Linked DNA regions of Zea mays: region 1 is linked to region 2. Evidence: chromatin contacts called from public Hi-C data. All regions are on one chromosome and are shown on one strand. Each heading gives the region's core, a stretch centred on a gene start, on an enhancer-like site or on the middle of the called end of the contact. The rest is flanking DNA. Distances are from core to core; before and after follow the strand shown.

Region 1 (3,415 bases), core at 188-2,687, 200 kb after region 2:
GTATACCAGTTTTACACTCTACAGAGGTGGTACCCTTTACCCACAAGTCATGTTACCCATCTGCCAAGGGATCGCGACTTCCCATACACCTCTACCGAGGAGGCGAGGCAGGGTAACACTACGAGGCCTTTACAAAGTTCCACTAGCTTCAGAAAACCCGCTACAGTTTATAGGAAGCTCCAATGCAGGGTTCTTGCCTGACCGCCATCGCAGCAAAATCAACCAAGGACCTCCCTACACTGACCACTCCCCTACTGCCCTTGCCCCTTTCGGGTAAGGTAATCCTCCACTAGCTTTCCTAATTAATCAGCCAAGGGCGTCCATAAACCCTTGTGGTGGCACGTGTTTCTCAAGTTAAGCTCTATGTTCCAATTAACATTAATGATCTTGACATGAACAGTAAATAACAACAGATAACAAAAGTATAATCATGAATAATGTGTATCTCAATGCCCAAAACCACATATAGCACTAGCAAGTACTACCCAAAAAGTTCAGTGGTAAACAAGGCATAAAGATAGACAAACTAGGGAACCTATTAGGTCCCTTCAAAATTAACTTATGCAGATCATTATGATTAATTAGAACATGAGTGGGTAAAAGAAGTGATCAAGGGCACAACTTGCCTGGGACTTGAGATTCCAGGTACCAGGATGATCTTCAGGTGACTCGTAACCTCGCGCTAGTCGTAGCAATACAAACAAGCATGGTATAGGCAAAATTAACATCACACCAAACATAATAATAAACCACATAATAATAATTTACGCTGCGTAACAAGATCATAGAAATAAGAACCACTAAATTCGGAGCTACAGTTATGAAGTTATGGTTTTCCGAAGATCAACGTGGTTAAATATAACATAGACTAAGTGCAACATTTTAATCTATATTTCATGACTAAACAAAGTTATAAGATGATAATAAATATTATTGTGAGACTAATGCAACTAGAATGGGTCAAAACTGAGTTACAGTTATTGAGTTATGAATTTCTGGAGTTATTAAGTACATGGTATATATTAATTCAGATGAACAATTTTAATTCATGTTTCATGGCTAAACAGTGTTCCTAGTTGATAGACAATATTAGCACAAAATTATTGCAACTGGAATATACCAAAAAGAAGTTAAAATGAATTTAATATGAATTAAACAAGTTTCTAACATTAATTTAATACCAAAAACCTATTTCCTATATTGATTTATTCCCTTTTATTTGCTGACTGGACTGGGGACACTATTCTTCAGAAGATCAGGGTCTAATCTATAAATTTTAGGACTTAATCGTGATGTTTCTTCACTGGATGTGGACTGCGGGTTGACTTAAGAAAAATGCAGGGGTTCTTTTATAATTTAGCCGTGGCCAAGGGGGTATGCGCCAATCTAATTCAGACCATCGATCCGCAATTCGACGGTCAGATCCAAAGACCGCCAATGCATTTGAACTTCTAATCGGCTCCGTTCACTTCTCATCCAACGACAACCGGCGCTTCTTCTCTCTACCGCTCGATCTCGCATCAGCGATTACTGGTTGTCTTCTAATCAATCTGCAGCCGCATGATGTGGATCGAACGGCAGGAGCTCATCCTCCCCACCTGAATCATCGCACGACAGCTACTGTACCCCGGACGCGGCGGAGCGCCATGACCGGAACTCACGCCCCGACGACCAAGGTACAATTCCTAAACGCATTCGGCCCTAATTGAAACCGAAACAATTATGGAGCAAAGGGTGGGGCCATACCGTGATTTATAGAGGCACGAAATCCCAACGCCGAGCTCCCAGGTTCACGGGCGGACGACGGTGATCCGGTGTAAAATTCGTTGGCACCGGACGCACCTAACCCGACGTCGATGCCGCGGAAGCTATCACCGAGCCGAAGCGAAGCTCCCCGACCGACGACGACCCTCAAACGGCGGTGCTTTCCACTGGCGTCAGACTTCCGCCCACCGCGCCCCGCAATCCGTCCACCAGACTCTCCTCTCCGATGGCTTATGGGTGGTGCTAGGGAACGAGTCAATCGGTCGAGACGGCCCAAGGGTTCTATATATACAGCAATGGCCGAGGCAACGGTATGGCCGAATTCCTCGGCGAATTCTGCGCGGCGGGTATGGAGATCCCCCAACGACCATGGTGAGCTGCACGGGGGAGAAGTCCATCAGACGAGGCGGAGTCCGCGGGGTTGTTGCCCTGTCGCAACGGTCGCAGCGGAATTCACGGGATTCGATACGGGGCTTCGCCGCGTGCGCGAGCCGCCATTGCGAAGAACAGACGAAGGTGACTGCAGACCGAGCGGGCCAGCTGTTCGGTGACCAGGCGAGACGTGTTTGCGGGGCGGCACCGTGTTGAGCGAGCGCGGGAGCTGTGCCTGTGGATCCATATCCATCCTTCGAGCGCTAGCTGCCTGCGGTGCGGAGTCCCTCCGTCCGTCCGTGCCTCCCTCCGATGTCCAGGCGGCCAGCAGAGGAAACGTGAGCAGACAAGCCAGCGTGGGGTAAGGAGGAAGAAGAAAAAAGAAAAAAAAATAGTAAATGGGCCGCGGAGGTAGCTGGGCCAAAGGGAGGTTCGGGTCCGAGAGTGTGTTTTCCTTTTTATTTTTCTCTTCTATTTCAAGGTTCTCGTTTCAGATTCAATTTAAATTCAAAACTCCCAATTCAAATTTCAAATTTCCCACGTGTCGAAATTAATACTACTGAGAATATAACCTCTACTATGTTCAATTTTATTATTTGTTATTTTCCTTGTTATTTATTTGTGGGAGGAATATATGGTTTCATAAATTGTTTTCTTTCTCATTGTCTATTTTATATTTTCATTTGTAATTTGAGGTCAAGTTTAACTTAGGATTCCTTATGGTAATAAAATGTATTACCACCAATTCATATGTATGAGATGCCCACTCTTTCATGTGGTTAATTTAATATTTTTAATTGATTATGATCAGGACTTGCCTACTAAATTCCAAAGGCTTCAAAAATTCTAAAATCTCTATCATAGATATTCTTATTTCTTTGTTTTATTTTTTTATACAAATTTTGGGCCTTACATGGGGGTACCCCTAATTACGGTCCCCGACAAGTACCATGTAAATTGTCATATCTATCGATGATAGCAGGGAGGGGAATGTCTTTATGTCTTTCCCCATTGACTGCAACATATTTCTAATGTAAATCAAGACCATCTGTTGCACATGGGTTTTGCTTTGAGTACTATGGTGATAGTCCTCTGACATTGCGTCAAGGTGTCTCTGCCATAATTCTGCCACATTGTTCGGCTCGCAGTAAACCAGAATTGTTGCAAACAACCTTCGTAGCGCTGATGGCATTTGGTAAAGAGAAGCTTTGTTGAGACACTCATCTATTGTGTCGTTTGCTTCAAGTAGTCCCCTTCTTTGTGCTGCCTCACGAAAAGA
Region 2 (3,564 bases), core at 251-2,750:
AGCTGCATGCTGTCCTGCTGCAACTGCTGCTGTCCTGCAGCAGTCAAAAGGTTGCTGCTGCTGCGCAGTCAAAAAACTGCTGCTACTGCTGTCCTGCGCAGTCAAAAGACTGCTGCATGTTGTCGCTGCAACTGCTGCTGTCCTGCAGCAGTCAAAACTGCAACTGCTGCTGACCACATGACTTATTCCATCATGGTAAATGAAATAGGTCATGTATTATACAAAACAAAAATAAGGTAAGGAAATGCAAATGGAATGCATAAAAGGTCCAACAAAAAGAAAGGTCCTGCTATAGAAGTCAAATTTCATAAAGTATGCTCACTTGCTCAGCACAATATATGAAGCTAAGCTCTTCTTCTACATTACTTTATGCAAATCATCAAAAGTGAAGAATGAAAATACTATTTCCTTTGCTGCATACAGGGTAGAAAGGGAGGGGGAATTGCAACCACAAACTAACCGCTAAAAGCCTAACCACTTAGGTCGAACAATGCAGGCCACGCAAGTACTAACTTTGCTGAAAATTTCAGTTATGCTAACTATCTGGTGCAATTTACATTCTTCTTTAGTGAATTGGAAGAGCTACTGCCCTTCCTTGAAGAAAATATGTTCAATAAAGCAGAAAGTGATATGGCAAAAGCCATTGTCTTTATCCTAAAGCCAGCACTTCAGTCAGTTCTTCCATACAATCAAACTTTTAACCCTCAACACCATACTACCTACATGTCTGGCTTATACATACATCTATTAAACAGGTAGTGAAATACAGATGACAGGAACAGCATGATGGAATCTATGAATCAGGATCATATATACGAAAAACGGAAAAAGAAACGTCAACTTAACATAAGGTCACACCTACTTGTGTAAAAACTAATCTTCTTTTCCAATTTTTGCTTAGATTTGAGGTCATGCTTCTTAGAAGACCCAGTCCTGCAGGCATTTTCAACCAGAGAAATTTTCAGAAATGTAGTGGCCAAGCCCAGAGAACACAAAATAATATCTTTTGCACGGTCTAATTCAGACATGGCTAAACAATGGCAGTATTGCAATCGAGAGCTACTTGAGCAGAACAATAGCTTCCCTAGCCTTCAGCTATAGACAAAGTGACAAATGACCTTAATATTATCTCTAGCATCCTAATTCATCAAATACCTAAGCCCTGGTCCATGAACGCCAACATAGCACTACATACAAACAGGAATAAAATGAATCGCGATTCGCGAGAGGAAAAAAGGAACAAGGGAAAGACAGACATGTCGGCGCGTCGCGATGGCGGAGCAGAAGAAAGGGATTCAAAGCAAGCGGGTGACAGGAGGAGACGGCGGAGGAAGATCAGGAGAGAGCGTCCGGCTGGACCTGCTGCACAGGGGGATGAAGGCGGCGTGCGAGTGGGACTCGATGGCGGCGGTCGGCGGCCTAGCCTATTATTCCTTCGTGTGGGTAACTGGGTAGAGAGCTCTAACGGATTGGTCGGTGGATCTCGGGCCTAGCATTAACGGATTTCTGCGATTGCTGGTCCATCCGGTCTGCCGTGCCGACAGAATTCGTAGTGGACACGGGCCATGACTGGAGGTTGTGGTGGCCCATGGCGATGCACGGAGGTGATGCGCGTGGCCTCTTCTTATCGAGCCAGGCGATAGTAGTCTAACAATTTCTCAAACTAATGCTTTAAATTGAAACTAGAAACGTGCTCGTGCGAGGAACACAAATTATGACCCTTCAATAAACTTAGAGACCTGGTGACAGACGGCGTGAGTATAATAGTGACGACAAAATCTATGATTAAACATAATTACAGAACGATATAAATATGTCTACCCAAATAGATTGAAATGGAATCGCATAAATAATTTCTAAAGAGTAAATATATAATGTGAAAGTAAATATGTTGACACCTTGTACACTAATCTAATCTTTTTTAACAATATCATTAAACCTCTGTTGTATGTTTGTCGGGATGCCATATTTGCACGAATTATCCTCGTAACTTAACAGTTTGATAATAAAATTTCTTTGAAGAATCTTTGCATCCCACACATAAGATATAAGGGAACAAAACATCAATTTATTATTTTGTAACTGGAGTGTATGTTTGAATATAAAAGGAATGTACTCCACTCACCCTAACAAATTTCATTCGACTATCATTCCCCCACATGGCCAAAGCTTTTAGGATAAGGTAGCTGGTGTTAAGCATATAGAATAATGTTTTGCCAACTAAGTTATATACAATAGAAATCATAGAAAAATTTTGAAATTGCTAAGAAGATGGTACGAAGAAAATATACTCTTTTAAGTCAATTGGAACACCAGTTTGAATTGTATGTTGCCACTTAAAAATATCCTCTGTCCATCGAATACGTTTCTTGCTATAGACAATCTTATATTTCTTTGAGACGATGATAATCGCTTCTGCGAACCTCTTGTATGGCATGTGCTTACACCAATCTTGAGTAGGTGCAAAGTCAATAAAAGTGACGTGTTTTTACCATGATATATTACGAAAAGGGCGTAGCAACCGTTGAATTTCCATGGCATAAGAACCTGCAAAATATCAGTCATTAGGATTGCAAAGAAGTGCCCTTTATAAATACATTCGAAATGAACTCATACTTACAATTTACAAGTCGTGATATAATAGTTCATTGATGGCCAACAGTCGAGTGTTTTGGTTAACTCTTCTGTTGTAGGGTCCTCATGGTACTTTGGAAGTTTGCCAAAACCAATCATTCTCTAGATAAATATATATACATGACCACATGGGGATTAGATGTAGATACTATACATTACTACAGTTTTGATTGGAAATAAACTTACCCAGAAGCGCATGTCCATATAATGCTTTCTATTATTTATGATTTCACCTTTCAGCCTATGTGACTCTTTATTGGCAAGCAATCGAACAACTATGTCAAAACATTTTTGAGTCATATCTAGATTTATCCTTAATATGTTCTGCAGGTCTTTGATAGATATTTCTATTTTAAAAGGGTTGAAACTTCGCACCCATGTCATCCTGTAATGTAGTATGATAAAAGTTTATATCAAGACTCTACGTAATTGGTATAAATAAAATAGACAAAATAATGAGCACTTACTCTAATGTCTTATCGTCTTAGATTGCCATGATGTAATCACATAGCACATCTATTAAATCGGCTTTAGTCACTGGCATGTCTTTGTGGAAAGACCACTCATTAAAAAGTCATTTGTGCACCCATCGGTCGAGACTTTTATAGGAGTACTTTTATCCTATTCATCAACAAACCACCTTTGTAAGTCTGCTTGAGTAATGGGGTTATCCTCATCTTCCATCAATACTTCGCTACCATCATGCACATGGAGTAGTTTCCTCGTAGGATTTGTTGGGCTATCTAATATCTCAACATCAGAGGGGCTTCTAGTGTGAACTTCTCTATCATATTTGTATAACGGACACCCCTTCTTTTGTTCATGTCTGAAGATAATAATATAGCAGCCATTTTTTTCTAAAGTGTGACATGTCATCCTACAAATATGAAACAATTTATTTAGCATTATATGTAACACTGACTATAGATG

What was found. A called contact is a pair of places that touch in the nucleus more often than the background predicts.
Region 1: a Hi-C map of ear shows a contact between it and region 2, with 2.5 times the contacts expected there. The contact joins the enhancer-like site here to the promoter of LOC100278920 in region 2. A contact is called at or near these places in 6 of 25 Hi-C or Micro-C datasets (ear, endosperm, leaf and 2 more).

What each region holds. Positions count from the first base shown.
Region 1 is chr3:100,727,839-100,731,253 of Zm-B73-REFERENCE-NAM-5.0, forward strand. No RefSeq gene overlaps it. Among protein-coding and RNA genes, the nearest start is that of LOC100193217, 30 kb to the right of the region's middle. Within about 2 kb of position 1,438, at least 19 of the 20 cell types and tissues checked have an H3K27ac peak or open chromatin away from gene starts, as enhancers often do. A contact at or near this core is called in ear, endosperm, leaf and 2 more, where this site is marked.
Region 2 is chr3:100,525,623-100,529,186 of Zm-B73-REFERENCE-NAM-5.0, forward strand. It overlaps LOC100278920, which reads right to left and starts at 1,501. Exons shown (of 5, transcript NR_176394.1): 1 at 1,360-1,501; 2 at 863-933.